Linked DNA regions of Sus scrofa: region 2 is linked to region 1. A link is a contact called in public promoter capture Hi-C data. All regions are on one chromosome and are shown on one strand. Each heading gives the region's core, a stretch centred on a gene start, on an enhancer-like site or on the middle of the called end of the contact. The rest is flanking DNA. Distances are from core to core; before and after follow the strand shown. Region 1 holds the start of BOP1 (ribosome biogenesis protein BOP1). Region 2 holds the start of HGH1 (protein HGH1 homolog).

The links. Promoter capture Hi-C pulls out the DNA fragments that hold promoters and counts their contacts.
Region 2: a contact with region 1 is called in a promoter capture Hi-C map of fetal skeletal muscle, with 4 times the contacts expected there. The contact joins the promoter of HGH1 here to the promoter of BOP1 in region 1. A contact is called at or near these places in 2 of 5 promoter capture datasets (fetal skeletal muscle and liver), 8 of 47 Hi-C or Micro-C datasets (embryonic fibroblasts, fetal heart ventricle, liver and 3 more) and 2 of 2 datasets of contacts at active chromatin or transcription factors (alveolar macrophages and skeletal muscle).

The regions. Positions count from the first base shown.
Region 1 is chr4:482,386-489,393 of Sscrofa11.1, reverse strand. It overlaps BOP1 (ribosome biogenesis protein BOP1), which reads right to left and starts at 2,832. Exons shown (of 16, transcript XM_013988007.2): 1 at 2,692-2,832; 2 at 1,544-1,699. The coding sequence starts at 2,781. It overlaps HSF1 (heat shock transcription factor 1), which reads left to right and starts at 2,929. Exons shown (of 13, transcript NM_001243819.1): 1 at 2,929-3,208. The coding sequence starts at 3,092.
Region 2 is chr4:581,795-588,802 of Sscrofa11.1, reverse strand. HGH1 (protein HGH1 homolog) reads left to right here and starts at 3,774. Exons shown (of 6, transcript XM_003125447.6): 1 at 3,774-4,459; 2 at 4,532-4,632; 3 at 4,730-4,828; 4 at 5,008-5,099; 5 at 5,400-5,522; 6 at 5,598-7,008. The coding sequence starts at 3,774. The coding sequence ends at 5,777. It overlaps WDR97 (WD repeat-containing protein 97), which reads left to right. Exons shown (of 24, transcript XM_021090547.1): 24 at 1-174. The coding sequence ends at 45.

The DNA.
Region 1 (7,008 bases), core at 1,583-4,082:
GGCTGTGGCAGGTGAAGGGAGAAGAAGCCCCTAGCGAGGGAGGAAGCTTCTGCAGGGAAGCCAAGCGGTGGGGTACAGGTCCCAGCTGGCGGCACTGCTACTTGTGGGGGCGGCACTGCTGCTTGTGGGGGCGGCACTGCTGCTTGTGGGGGCCAGCGCGCACCCGACGGCCCATGGGGACAGGAGGCGGCTGTCTGCAGGAGAGCCCCTTCCCCAGGACAGCCTCCTGAGACACGTGACATTACCTCCTTCAGAGACTTCAACCTAAAAGCTCTTTTCATTAAAAAACAATTTAACTCAGTTATTTCTAAAATTCTGGAGTGTTTTTTTGTTTTGTTTTTTTTCGTCCTGTTGCTCTTTTTATTTTTAAGACTGAACCCGCGGCACATGGACGATCCCAGGCGAGGGGTCGAATCGGAGCTGCAGGTGCCAGCCTACACCACAGACACGGCAACAGCAGACCCAAGCCACGTCTGCGACCTACACCACAGCTCAAGGTAACGCCAGATCCTGAACCCACTAAGTGGGGCCAGATATCAAACCCACACCCTCACGGACACTAGTCAGGTTCATTACTGCTGAGCCACTACGGGAACTCCTAAAATTTCGCTTATAAGAAAGAGTGAAAGTCCTCTTTGAAAAAAAAGTTTAAGCATTTAAGCTCTTGGACCCTTAAGGACCTTTCATTTTAAAAGAGGAAAAAGATCCAGCAAGATAATATAAGAACGGCGGTCCCCACCTGGAGCAAAGACGCAAACAGGAACTTCCATCCTTTACTAAACAGCACTCGTGTCGGATTTCATTTTTTGTCAAACAGGAACCATTTTGCCATTTTAAAAAGTTAAAAAGAAGGGGGACGATGGCTGCCCAGAATCCCACGGACCACGGGCAAGGCTTGGGTCATCTTCCGTGCACCAGCGTGACAGTTAAAGCCTGAATGGGGAGAGGACCTAAATCTGACTTTAAATCTTTTCTTCCTAAGAACCAGAGCAAACAAGCATGTTTTTGGGTTTCCATCCCAGTCCTAAATTCTAGAACACCAGGGCTGTGGGGAGCATAAGGAGGTATAAACTTTTTCCTGGGTGTCCCAAACGACAGACATCACACTTGAGTTAAATCAAGCTTTTCTCTCGCGTTTCTCACTTAAAACAAGAGTGGGATGAGCCTTCCCCAGCGTCACAGCGACAGATTACAAAGCCTCGGGGTTGGGGGGTGGGGACCAGAGCGCCCCCAGCTGCCCCAGGCGGCCCCCAGCACGCAGATCTCCACCTCAGGCTTTGCCCCCTAGGAAACCCAGCCTCCAGCTAAGTCTAGCAAAGACTCAGCCCGGGAAGGGTGACATCAGAATCACGGTGGGTGGCTCACAGCCATGGAGATTTTCCGGGTTCCTACTGCGGTTGAAAACTGGTGCCCTAGGGCTCAGAACCCCCCCCCCCCGCACCAGAGGAAAGAGAAAGCAGAGCCCGCGAGCTGGCAGGCACTCTCCCGGCCACCCGCCCGGAGAGCGAGGACGAGCACACCAGAACACTGCTCGCTCACCCACCTGCTGCCCCGTGGCCTTCTCCATCCTGCTGTGCTGCTCCTCGCCGCTGGCCCCGTCCTCCTCCTCACTGCTGTCACTGCCAGAATCTTCCAGGCCTGAGAACACACTCTCCTCGCTGTCAGACAGGCTGGGAGCCGGGGCGCCGGGGAGAGAGGGCTGCAAGGAGCACACTGTCGGTGACCAGCTCTGTGTGGCGCAGGACCAGAGCTGCTTCTGAGCAGACTTCTGCCCACCAGACACCACCCCGGCCCTAACTCCACCAGACAGGGTGCACGGTGGAACAAGAACCTGCAGACTCTTAGCAAGCATTCATTGGAAGGCAAAATTCTAGATTTCATTGTTTTTCAATAGTTCCTGAGTCTCTCGCCAAACTGGACAGCCTGCACGGAGCAGCTACCAAACAGCACTCAGCACACACTCTATCGTGCCTAACTAGCTACACAATTACAACGGCAAGTAAAAATGGCACAAATGTTTTGGGCACAAACACAAACAGCCGCTGATGAATACAGAGGCAAAAGCACTACAAGTGGGTGAGCATGGTGCCCAGAGCTGCCTGCCGGCCAGGGAGCACCACGAGCACTTGTCACAAGTGAAGGGGCAGCCTGATAAACCAGCAACGTGGAGTCCCAGCTGCGAGGCTCGACTGCACAAGCCTGCTATGGCTTTCTACCACCGAGATTTGATGAGATTTGATGACACCCCCACAGCGCGGCTGGGGTTCCGCTGGACAGGAAGAGCATGAGTCCAGCTAAAACGGGCCGTCCAGTGCAGCAGGCGCTGCTTTCTCATCCTCGTTTCCTCTTCTACAACGTCTAACGTGTCAGGAACATTTGGCTATACAAGCAGCTACTGCAGGCTCAAATCTTCTGCGCCCAGATGACAATTCAAAGGCCCAGGAAGACCGCTGCGCAGGACGCCGGCTCTCCTTCCTTATTCTCTCCGGCCCAGACCTTCTTCCGACCCACACAACCGCCAGCCAGCTCCCTGCCCAGGACGCCCCCGCAAGGCCGCCGGGGCGGAGGACAGGAGACCCCTCCCTCCTCGCATTCCCAGGCCCGCCGGGCGCTGGGCGGGATCGCTCCCCGGCCGGTGCCGCGGCCCAGCCCCGCCGCCCCCCCCCGCTCCCGCTCCCGCTCCCGCGTCACCTCCTCCGGCTCCCGCCCCGGCTCCAGCATCCGCTTCCCGGGCCGCGTCCCGGCCACCGCCACGCGCCGCGCGCCCTGAGGTCCCGCCATGCCGCCCGCCGGTCTGCCCTGCGCCGCCACTTCCGGCAGCGACGCGACCGCGTGGGCCTGGGGGCGGGCCCGCGGGGTCAGAGGGCGCCGGGCGGGACGGGGGCCGGTGTGCGTGCGCGCGCCGTGGGACGCGGGCGGCGCCGGCGGGAGCGCGCCCGTCGCAAGATGGCGGCGGCCATGCCAGGCCCCGGGGCCGTGTGTGCGCAGCGGGCGGCGGCGCGCGGCCCGGGCGGCAGGCGCGGCAGCGGCGCTAGCCCGGCCCTCAGCCCCTCCTCGCGGTCCCGCCTCCGCCTCTCCCACCTTGCCCGGTATGGATCTGCCCGTGGGCCCGGGCGCGGCGGGGCCCAGCAACGTCCCGGCCTTCCTGACCAAGCTCTGGACTCTCGTGAGCGACCCGGACACGGACGCGCTTATCTGCTGGAGCCCGGTGAGGGGCCGAGGGCGCCGGCCCGGGGCGGGGAGGCCGCGGCGCGGGGGCCCAGGACGGGCAGGCCCGGACCCCGCCTCGCAGGCCCGGTGTGGGGGTGGGGAGCAGGGGGTAGTGCGGGGAGAAGCGTCGCAGGCCCGCTGGAGGTCGCTCCTGTCCACGCCGCTCTCCCGCGTTGGGTAGGAAGGGCTTCTGCCTCCGTGGGCTTGCGCTTGCTGCCTGTGGGACGACTGCGGGACGCGTCTGTGCTTAGAACAGCCCCCGGCTTCGCTAGTGGACGCTGGGCCCCGGTGGCCCCAGAGTTCCAGTGGTGTGGTGGGCAGTTATTCAGGGTAAATCAAGTCTCGGCCCTGGAACTGGAGGGCGTTTCTCTAGTTCGAAAGGAGAGGGAGCGAAAACAGAAAGCACAACGTCATAAAGTTCAGGCTGGTCTCGAGCCCGGGTCCAGATCCCAGAGCTGCTTTCCCAAGAGCGACTCGTGTTTCTTGCTCTGTGCGCGACTTTATTCACGCCCTGTCTCCCGTTGCCTGGCAGCGGGCAGGTGATTTACATGGTCTGACTCCGCAGGCTGGACAACTCCAGTTTGCGGAGGTTGGACTTGGAGATGGACGTCCTGGCTGTGACGTCGAGGTGGGGCAGGTCGGAGCCACGGCTCGCGGCTGGCAGGGGGGTGGCCTAGGCCACCGTAGTCGTAGGCAGGCTCCGGGCGCCTCCAAACGTGCTTACTCTCCTGAGCGCCCAAACGCTGGATTTCTTGGACCCCACTGAGTTGTTGCCTGTCATCCTGCTGAGCCCTTGGAAAGGAAGAGCAGTCTGGGCTGAAAGGAGCCCAGAGCTGGAGGCCACGTTCTCTCGTTCCACTTGTCCCTTTGAGGAGACCAGAAACCGTGCTGCATTCCCTTGGGGACACTGTGTGTTGTCCCAGCAAATATCCATGTGGCGTTCTCCATCCCAGGCCCTGTTTCTTTAACGGTGGGAACCACCCCTTGTTCCAGGCCTTGAACTTTGCCGGCCAAATGAAATGACCCCATTTTTCTGTCTTTTTCCCTTCTCCCTCTTCTTGTCCCTTCCCCGTAACTCCCGTTTGGGGGAGGGCACCAGAGGTCCTTTGGGATGAACCTACTGTGGGGACATCCCGCCTCTCAGTCTGCTCCAGGCCAGGCGAAGCACAGCCAGCGTCAGCTTGCTCCCCAGGCCTCACGGCCTGTATTCCAGGCAAAGCCTGGAGCAGGAAAGCGGACATGGTCCAGCCCGTGATGGTCTCTACTCAAGGTGGCTGCGCCCCCAGGCATGGTCTCCCTGGGGACAAGCGGCCATGGAGCAAGAGCTTTTGATCCTCCTTAGTCTGTACACAGAGCGAGTAGGGTGTGCTTGGTGCAGGACGCAGTGGGGCTGGCCCTGAGAAAGGAGACCAGCCCCTGCCTGGGGCCGGCAGGGTGCCCACAGGACCCCCGGGCCTCTGTCTCAAAGTCCGCTTGGAGCCCTTTGCCGACTCGCAGCCTGGAGTCCTGCTGTCGGAGGCCCCGGACAGGTCTGACGCCTGTGCCCTTGGCCCTTCCCCTTTGTGCTGGAACTTTGCTCATTGTTCCACCAGGAGAAAACCTCTGCCTGTGGCCCAGGGAATGAGGGGGAGGAGGAGGTGCAGTGGTCGACTCTGTGGTCTGCGTGATGCATGACCACGGGCGGGTGCCAGCCCTGGGAGCTGGGGCCGGCCAGCGGGTCGCTGCTCCAGAGGCACGTGTTGGTTTGCCCGCCCTTCCAAAGCCTTGTCCCGTCAGATGCGCCCCGTGCGGCGCCACGGCTGAATAGGCAAGGGCTCCCGCGGGAGGGGACTTGGTGACCGGGAGTGTGGCCTTGGGAGTGCTACCACCACGCCCCCTGGGACATAATGGGAGTCAGACCCTTCTGGCCAAGACTGAGGGCCTCTTTCTCCCAGGAACCGGACCTTGCCAAGGCCACCAGCCCAGGTGGCCCAAGTGAGTGCCACACTCAGGGATCGCTTGAGAGGGGCTAGTGTCCAGGTGGAGCACGGTCTCCGTGGTCAGGTCCCCAGCTCCCTGTGAAACCCCTGGCCACTCCAAGCTGGCAAAGGACCATTTCCAGAGACCCCAGGACAGGCAGGGCCGCCCTCTCCCCTGCCCGGAGCCAGGCGGGCCCCACCAGCCTGCTGAGCTGGTCCTCCGTGCAGGAGCCCGCAGTTGCCCCCGTGCTGGCTTCGAGGGCCACTGCAGAGCCTGGAGGTTCCCGGGGTCCCTGCACCTGATGAGCGTGCGTGGCCGCCGAGCAGGCCTCTGCCTGCCGCAGCCAAACCTTTTCCACACGGAGCCTGTCGCGCCTCCCATTGCCCTGCACGAAGGTGAAGGTGGCCTTTTTACAGACGCGAAACCTGAGCCTCGGAGGTGACAGGAAACGCGAGGAAGACCCTGAAGTGCACAGGCCCTTTGCCCGCCTGCCCCACCGACCGCGCTCTGACCGCGCCGAGTGTCGAGTCTCCAGTCGGGCGTGGGGTCCAGCTCGGGCTCCACCCCCCCACCCCGCGGTCTTAGCCGGGCCCGGCCGCACGTGGCTGACCAGCGCCCGGGGGTTTGTAGAGTTGTATTTTGGATTTTTACACGAGAGTCCGCCTTTCACCTCCCGCACAGACAGACAGATGTATGCGTGGACGGACAGACAGACAGACGGACGAGACGGGCAGAGATCCATGAAGGACAGGCTCTGTGCGTGGCCTCCCAGTCTGTTTCCTCCGCCGCCTGGGTGCTGGGGTGCGAGGGGCGCCGTCAGAGGGGCTGGCGGTCTGGGCACGGCCGCCTTGGAGGGAGGGTGGATGCACACAGCTCGCCTGGCTCCGCCGGACCCACGGGTGCTCAGAGGGCTTTGGTACCGCACCGGGGTTGGCGGGGAGGTGGCCAGGGCCCACGGGATCCTCTCGGAGTAAACAGTCAGCTCCCGTCAGGTGTCACGGACGCCCCAGAACCTGCACCCTTGGCTGCAAGATTTCTTTGAGGTTTGAGGTCTGAAGGGAGGCGGGGAGGCCGGCCCTCCGAGGGTCTCCTGAGCCTGGAAGCGCTGGCGGCTGCCCCATCTCGTCCCTCTGGGCCCCGACAGCTCCTGAGTCCGCAGTCAGCAGGGTGCGCACATGCAGAGGGGCCTCGAGACCCAGGGGTGGGCCGGCGGCCAGAGATGAGCAGGGATGGACGGTCTCGGGGCCTGGGCCGTGGCCCCGAGCCAACGTAAAGAAGTGGCGTGAGAAGCACGCAGACGGTCCTGCGCTTGCGTGAGGGCAAGATGGCCAGTGGGGCAGGGACCGAAAGTGGCTGCCCCTTTCTGCACCCCGCGTTCTTCCTCCTCATCCCCAACCCGTGTTCGTCAGCCTCTGCGCCCGGGGCTGCAGCGCTCACCCCGCACAGTCCCCGGGCCCCAGGCCCCCTGCTCCCAGAGCCCCTCAGTGGTCAGCCAGCCACACCGGGACACTGGAGCACTGCACGCAGACCAGTCCTGTGGGCTGGGGCGCTGAAATGGGCAGATGCTAGAAGAGTTCAGGTGGGCCCCTCCGGGAAGGGCCGTGCTGGCTCGTCCTGCTGGGCTGCAGGGCCTTTGAGGAAATCCTCAGAGACAGAGGCTGCGTCCGCGGACGTGGACACCGGGCAGCACTGCGTACGTTTCAGGTTACTCGCGGTCCTGTAGGAGGTATCAAGGCTTCGAACCGGGTTTCTAAGACTTAGTATTTCCCAGGAAGAGCTTTTCGGGGGCAGGGGCGTGGACGGCACACAGCAGCTGCTTCGCTGCTTCACTGCTTCTCT
Region 2 (7,008 bases), core at 2,525-5,024, 98 kb before region 1:
CGCTACTTCCTGTTAGATGAGGTGCACCCCGACAGCTACAGCTGACCTGGCTGCCCGCTGGCCCCTCCCTTCCCCTCCGCTCCAGCAGGGAGCCTGGACTCAGCTCCCGGGTCAAGCTGGTTGCCCCTGTCCAAGGCATAGGGCTGGAATAAAGTCTAGAAGCCACAGCAAGTACACCGGCTGCCACCTTCATCTCTGGGGGGCACTGAGCTGGGCAGGGAGGTCTGGCTGGTGTGTGGTGAACCTGCTGGTGGCCAGCTGCGTGGGTGAGGCAGGAGCTGGGGGCATGGTGGAGTCTGCAGTAGGCCAGGATCTGGGTGTGGCCTGAGTGTGGCGGAGCAGCGTTCCTGGTGGGGGTGGGCCTGTCTACGCAGAGAGGGAACCTGGAGCATGGCCACGTCCCTGACCAGGCGCTCAGCCAGCCTTTATCAGGAGGGGAGAGGGAGGGTCTGAGTGGTCACAGGTGTGTGGGGAGGACCCCACGTCCTTTGATGCCCGTGAAAACAGGAGTCAGCGTGACGTGATGGAGGGGCCCCAGGTGCTTTGTCCAAGAAGCAGTACAGGGCAGTGTCCTCTGGACTGTTCAACCTATGAGTCACCGGGAGATTGACCTTGGCTGTGCAGTTCCCACTGCGGCACAGCAGGATTGGTGACGTCTCTGGAATGCTAGGACGCAGGTTCGACCCCTGGTCCAGCCCAGTGGGTTAAGGATCCAGCACTGTGCAGCTGCGGTGTAGGTCGCAACTGTGACTCGGAACCGATCCCTGGTCCAGGAGCTCCATGTGCCACTGGACGGCCAAAAAAGAGAGAGAGAGATCCACTTTGTGAAGCACAGGGTCTCAGAGGGCCTCGGCTCTCGTCTGAGCTGCCGTGGCCTCAAAGGGCACGGACCCAACCACCCGTGGGGCCACAGGTGTCCTGGCTGTTAGAAGTGCTTTGGGGAGGGGCCTGTCCTAGCTTTTGGCATCCTGCTGGTGGGTCGGCTGAGCTGCTGTGTTCAGTCTCTGACTTTAGACGTTTCTTCTCGATGGCTCTGTGGTGAGAACTGTTCTCATACCCTCCCCACAACCCCCAGACTGTGTAGGGGCTCTTGTCATGGGGGTGCTGAGTGGGCAGCTCTTTCCTAGGCTAAGCAGGGCCAGAAGTACCAGGTCCAGAGGACTGAAAGACTTGACTTTTTATACGGGGGACCATGTCCGCTCACACAAGGATGCAGAGCCCCACGGCAATCTGCTTCTACTGATGTGTCTGTGTTTTCAGCTATAAGAGCAATAAATACTTTAAAAAATACAAATATGAGAAAACCAGGCAAAAATTTAAACAGGTCAAAACCCCCACTAATCCTAAAGGAAAACATTAATTATTTATTTAATACATATTAATATGTAATTTTCAAAGTAGGAACTATACCATTAAGAGAGTAAAAAAGCAGGCAATAGAGCTGGAGGAGGTATTTGAAATCATGTAACTAAAAATGGCTTGTCTCCAAACTCTATGAAGAACTTCTAGGGAGTTCTCTGGTGGCCAAGTGGTTAGGATTTGTCACTTTTGCCACTGCCAAGAAAGAAAGAAATGAAAATCACCATTTGGCAACCACATCATGGTGACAATTCAGAGAAAAACAATACATGCAAAAACTAGGGAGTGAAAGGTGGGTGAGGAACAGAATGGTTACACAGCCTCAAAAGTATCTCCCCATAAAGTATGTCTTAAATACAAAAAGAAAAGAGTAACCTGATAGGGAAGAAACCCGGGCAACTGGACCTTAGTTGAGTGATCCGCTGAAACCTTGCGCCCTGCTGGGACGAAGTGACTCGGTGCCACCTGATGGGACTCAATGGAAAGAGCCCGACGTCGCCTCCTGAGCCTTCCTGCCAAAAATGTACCACCTGAATCTAGTCGGGAGGCAACCAGACACCCGTAAGCCAAGGAGCAGGCTACAGAGTCGCTGCCGGCGGGCGGCCTCAAGAGTGGGAGAGGGTTGGAACTGAGGGAGACAAGAGGCGAGACACCCAGTGCCTTTTGCTAAAGGTCATTACTAGGGTAACCGGTGTGACCTGGGAATTTGAGGTCTCTGGGTCAAGGGTACATGGGGGTTCTTTGCATACACTTGTAACTTTAACTTTGAAGCCACTTCCAAAAAATTTGGCTCTTTTAACTCATCCCGGGAATCTTGACGGCTCTGTATCTGGTGACTACTGTAAACATTTTCTCCAACCAGTCAAGGCGCCTCCAGCCCTGAAGGCGCACATTTTTGTCTCAGTCAAAAGTACCCACCAGAGGGGTGAAGGATCCGACGTTGCCGTGAGCTGTGGCGTAGGCCGGTGGCTACAGCTCCAATTCGACCCCTAGCCTGGGAACTGCCATATGCCGCGGGTGCAGCCCTAGAGAAGACAAAAAGACCCCCCCCCAAAAAAAGGCACCCACCAGAGGACATCACCTACTTAGATTTTCCGTAAGTTTCTAACTCCTTCTCAAGAAATGTGCCACTCTCATGGCCCAGATCTGTGTGTCCTAGCTACAGCTCCAATTAGACCCCTAGCCTGGCAACCTACCTCCATATGCCATGGGTGCGGCCCTGAAAAAAGACAAAAAAAAAAAAAAAAGGTCAGGAGTTCCCGTCGTGGCGCAGTGGTTACGAATCCGACTAGGAACCATGAGCTTGCGGGTTTGGTCCCTGCCCTTACTCAGTGGGTTAAAGATCCGGCGTTGCCGTGAGCTGTGGTGTAGGTTGCAGACGCGGATCGGATCCTGCGTTGCTGTGGCTCTGGCGTAGGCCGGTGACTACAGCTCCGATTTGACCCCTAGCCTGGGAACCTCCATATGTCGAAGGAGCGGCCCAAGAAATGGCAAAAAGACAAAAAAAAAAAAAAAAAAAAAAAAAAATCAAAAAAACTGACGAACCTCTGGCAAGACTGACCAAAAGAGAAAGAAAACACAAATTACCAACATCAAGGAGGAGAGCGGTGACGCCACAACAGAGCATATATCAAAAGGATAATAAGATAATATTATGAACAACTTTATGCCAATTAATCCAACAAGATGAAACAGACTAATTCCTTAAAAGACAAACTATCAAAAGTAGCCCAAGAAGAAAATGTCAACCTGAATAGCCACGTGTCTATGAAAGGAATGTAATTTGAAAAACCTTCCCAGAAAATTTCAGGCCCAGATGACTTCACTGGGGAGTTCTACCAAACATTTAGGGAAGAAATCATACTAGTTTCACAACCTCTTCCCAAAAATTCTAAAGGAGGGAACACTTCCCCCAACCGAGTTGGCCAGCATCACCCGACAGCAGATAAAGACGATAAAGAAAGCCACAGGCCAATAACCCTCATGGACTGAGACGCAAAGACCCTAAAGAAGCTGTCACAATCTGAACACGATATATACAAACGAAAACATATCGTGACCCAGTGGAGATTATGCCGGGAACACAAGGCTAGGTTAACACTAGAAAGTCGATATAATGGATCACGCTTTTCTTCCGGCGATCTCTGCCAGTCCACGAAGGAGGAGGGCCAACGTAATGTCTGCCACCGGCGGCCTGCAGGACCACCAAGGGACGGTGCCACATTGGGGGTTCGAGCTGTGTCCCAGCGGCAGCCCCCGCCCCCACCCAGGGAACCCGAGCTCAGCCGCTTCCGGGCCGGCACCCAATCCCACAAAGCCCCGGGCCTCAGCGCGGTCCCGCCTCCACGCGCAGGTCCCGCCCCTTTCGCCGGGCCTGCAGCCTCGGGTTGGTCGCTGCGGCTTCCGCTATTCGGATGGGCGGGGCCACTGCCACCTCGCCGCGCGGGGCTGCTGCCCCGAACGAGCTGATCCGCATGGGGGACACCGAGGCGGAGGCAGGCCCCTTGGCGGGTCGCCTCGCCTCCGTAGGGTCGGCAATGCCGGAGGCCCACCCGACGGCGGAGGCGGCGAAACTGCTGCCCTTCCTAGCGCTCGAGGCGCGGGCTGACCTGCAGGCGGCGGCGGTGCAGCACGCGCTGGCGTTGACCGGCTCGGAGCCAGGACGCACGCTGCTGGCCGGCCAGGCGGCTTTGCTGCGAGCGCTGATCGAACTGGCAGTGGCCCCTGCTCCCGCCCCGGCCCGAGAGGCCACCCGCGTGCTCATCAATCTAGCCGCCGACCCCGGCCTGCACAAGCCGCTGCTGGCGGCTGAGCCCGAGCTGCTTGCCTGCCTGCTGGGCTGCACGTTGGACCCACAGTGGCCCTGGGCCGAGGAAGCGGCCGCTGTGCTGGCTAACCTCAGCCGCGAGCCGGCGCCGTGTGCTGCGCTGATGGAAGCGCTGGCGGCCTCGGGGCCCGGGGAGTCGGGCCTGGAGCGGCTGGTGCGAGCGCTGTGCACTCCCGGCTACAACGCCCGAGCGCCCCTGCACTACTTGGGGCCAGTGCTGTCTAACCTCAGCCAGCGTCCTGCGACGCGCGCTTTCCTGCTGGACCCAGACAGGTGAGGCCCAGGGGGCTTGCGGGGAGGGGGTGGAAGTGAGCAGGGACGGCTCTGAGTGGTCCTTCTCTTCAGGTGCGTGGTCCAGCGGCTGCTGCCCCTTACCCAATACCCGGACTCCTCGGTGCGCAGGGGCGGGGTGGTGGGGACACTGCGAAACTGCTGCTTCGAGCACCGTGAGTGGTGGTGGGGAAGTTGCCATGTGGGGGAGTAGGGGAAACAGACTGGACTCTGGGGCCCCTCTGGACTGGCCTCCATTCCCGTTGCCCCCAGGACACCATGAGTGGTTGCTTGGGCCCGAGGTGGACATTCTCCCCTTCTTGCTGCTGCCCCTGGCGGGGCCTGAGGACTTCTCAGAGGAAGAGATGGACCGTGAGTGGCTGGGGTCAAGCGTCAGGGTTGGCCAGGCAGGAGTGGAAGCCAGTGGGGGGAGAGGCTGAAGGAGGTTTTCAAATCAGGGCTCTGCTGAAACTTTCCAGGGGGCAGTTGCTAAGCATCGGTGAGGCTTACAATGGCCAACGTGGTCCCAGTGACTCCACATTCACCTCTAGGGCTGCCTGTTGACCTGCAGTACCTTCCGCCAGACAAGCAGCGAGAGCCCGATGCTGACATTCGAAAGATGCTGATCGAGGCCATCATGCTGGTACGCTGGGGTCCCCCTGTGTTAATGCCACCCCCAGAACCCACCCATACCTGATCACATGGAGTTCTGGGTACGCTGGGGTCCCCCTGTGTTAATGCCAACCCCAGAACCCACCCATACCTGATCACACGGAGTTCCGGGTACGCTGGGGTCCCCCTGTGTTAATGCCACCCCCAGAACCCACCCATACCTGATCACACTGAGTTCTGGGTACGCTGGGGGCCGCCTGTGTTAATGCCACCCCCAGAACCCACTCATACCTGATCACACTGAGTTCTGGGTAACCTCTGCCTCTTCTAGCTGACAGCCACAGCACCTGGTCGGAAGCAGGTGAGGGACCAGGGAGCATACCTGATCCTCCGTGAGCTGCACAGCTGGGAGCCAGAGCCTGACGTGCAGGTGGCTTGTGAGAAACTCATCCAGGTGGGTGCAGGGCTGGCAGGGGGTGGATGCCCCTGGTGGCCCGGCCAGCTGCTCACCTGCCTCCCCTGCTGGCAGGTCCTTATTGGGGATGAACCAGAACATGGCCTGGAAAACTTGCTGGAGGTGCAGGTGCCTGAAGATGTTGAGCGGCAGCTGCAGCAGCAGGACCGCCAGGAGCAGGAGCAGTGCAAGCGGGAGCATCAGGAGTTGGAGCTGGCCCCAGAGCCACAAGCAGAGGGAGCTGCACCCACCTGAGGCCCCTGAAGCCTCCCACCAGCTCCAGGCCCACCTTTGCTAACCATCAGTCCAGGCCTCCCAGACCAGGCATGCCTGCAGCGTCCTGCCAGCTTCTGGATCCGTGTGCTGAGGCTGTGCCCTGCTGAGAAGCAGAGCTACCCCTGAGCTGCGGGTCCTTGGTCCTTGCCGAGGGCTCCCGTGCAAATGCCCAATCAGCCTGGGGGGCGAGGACCTCCCTGTGCCCTTTTGCTTCCGCTGGCTGCTCAGAGGACGCCACCATGACCAGAGCTGACAGACCCTGTGACGTGCCAGGTTCCTCCGGGGAATGGTCAGTGGGGCTGGACGGAAAAACCCTGCAAGCCTGAGGGCCCAGCTGGAGCTTCCAGTCCCAACGGTGCTCCAGGTGGCCGGGCGTAGGGGAGCAGCCAGGTGCTTGCTGCCAGCCCAACTCAGGTCCCTCCAGCCAGGGACCCTCGGCTTGCTTTGCCTGAGACCCAGCCTCAAAGGGCTGACCTCGTGAGGTGTGCACCAGCCACGACCTGTCACGGGACCTCCCAGGACTGCACCCCCAGCGTGTCCTCCCGGCACTTGCTGCGTCCCCTTCATCCACTTGACCTGGGCCCTTCGCAGGCTCCTCGAGCCCAGCTTCCCAGTCCTGGACTCGTGGGTGCCCTCAGGCTCCCTGCCCAGCTAGGCCCTCCTCCTGCTCAGCTTCTCTGGGCCCCGGCTCCCCAGAACCTCTTGCCTGCTGTGCACAGTCTCCCCGATGAGCCTGCAGCCTCGCCCTTAGCCTGTCTTTCCCCTGACCACCCTCTGCCCCCTTGGAGCCCCTAATTCTGCAGCCACCAAGCCTGGCAGGCTGTCAGCGTGGCCTTGATCCCACATACCCCCTTCCTGGACCTCCCACCAGACCTAGTGCCCTTTTTTGCCCTGGAGCCCTTGTCCCCGCACCCCTGGCACCACCAGTTCTTGGTTGTACCTGTTTTGTCATGAATTCCCAAATATTGCTTCTACCTTTATGTTTTAATAACCATACCTCCCCTGTAAAATCTTGTTTTCAAAGTAGGGGGATGTTACACTTTCACAGTGTGACAGTGGTTAGCTGATCTAGAAAGTCCAAATAAATCCAAAGCCACGTCAAGTCTCTGTTACAGCAGAGAATGAATGGATGAGTTTTCACTTCAGTGCAGCAACTTCTTCCGAAGAGCATAAGAATCTTAGCACTGAGATGGCCAGAAGTAAGGGTTGG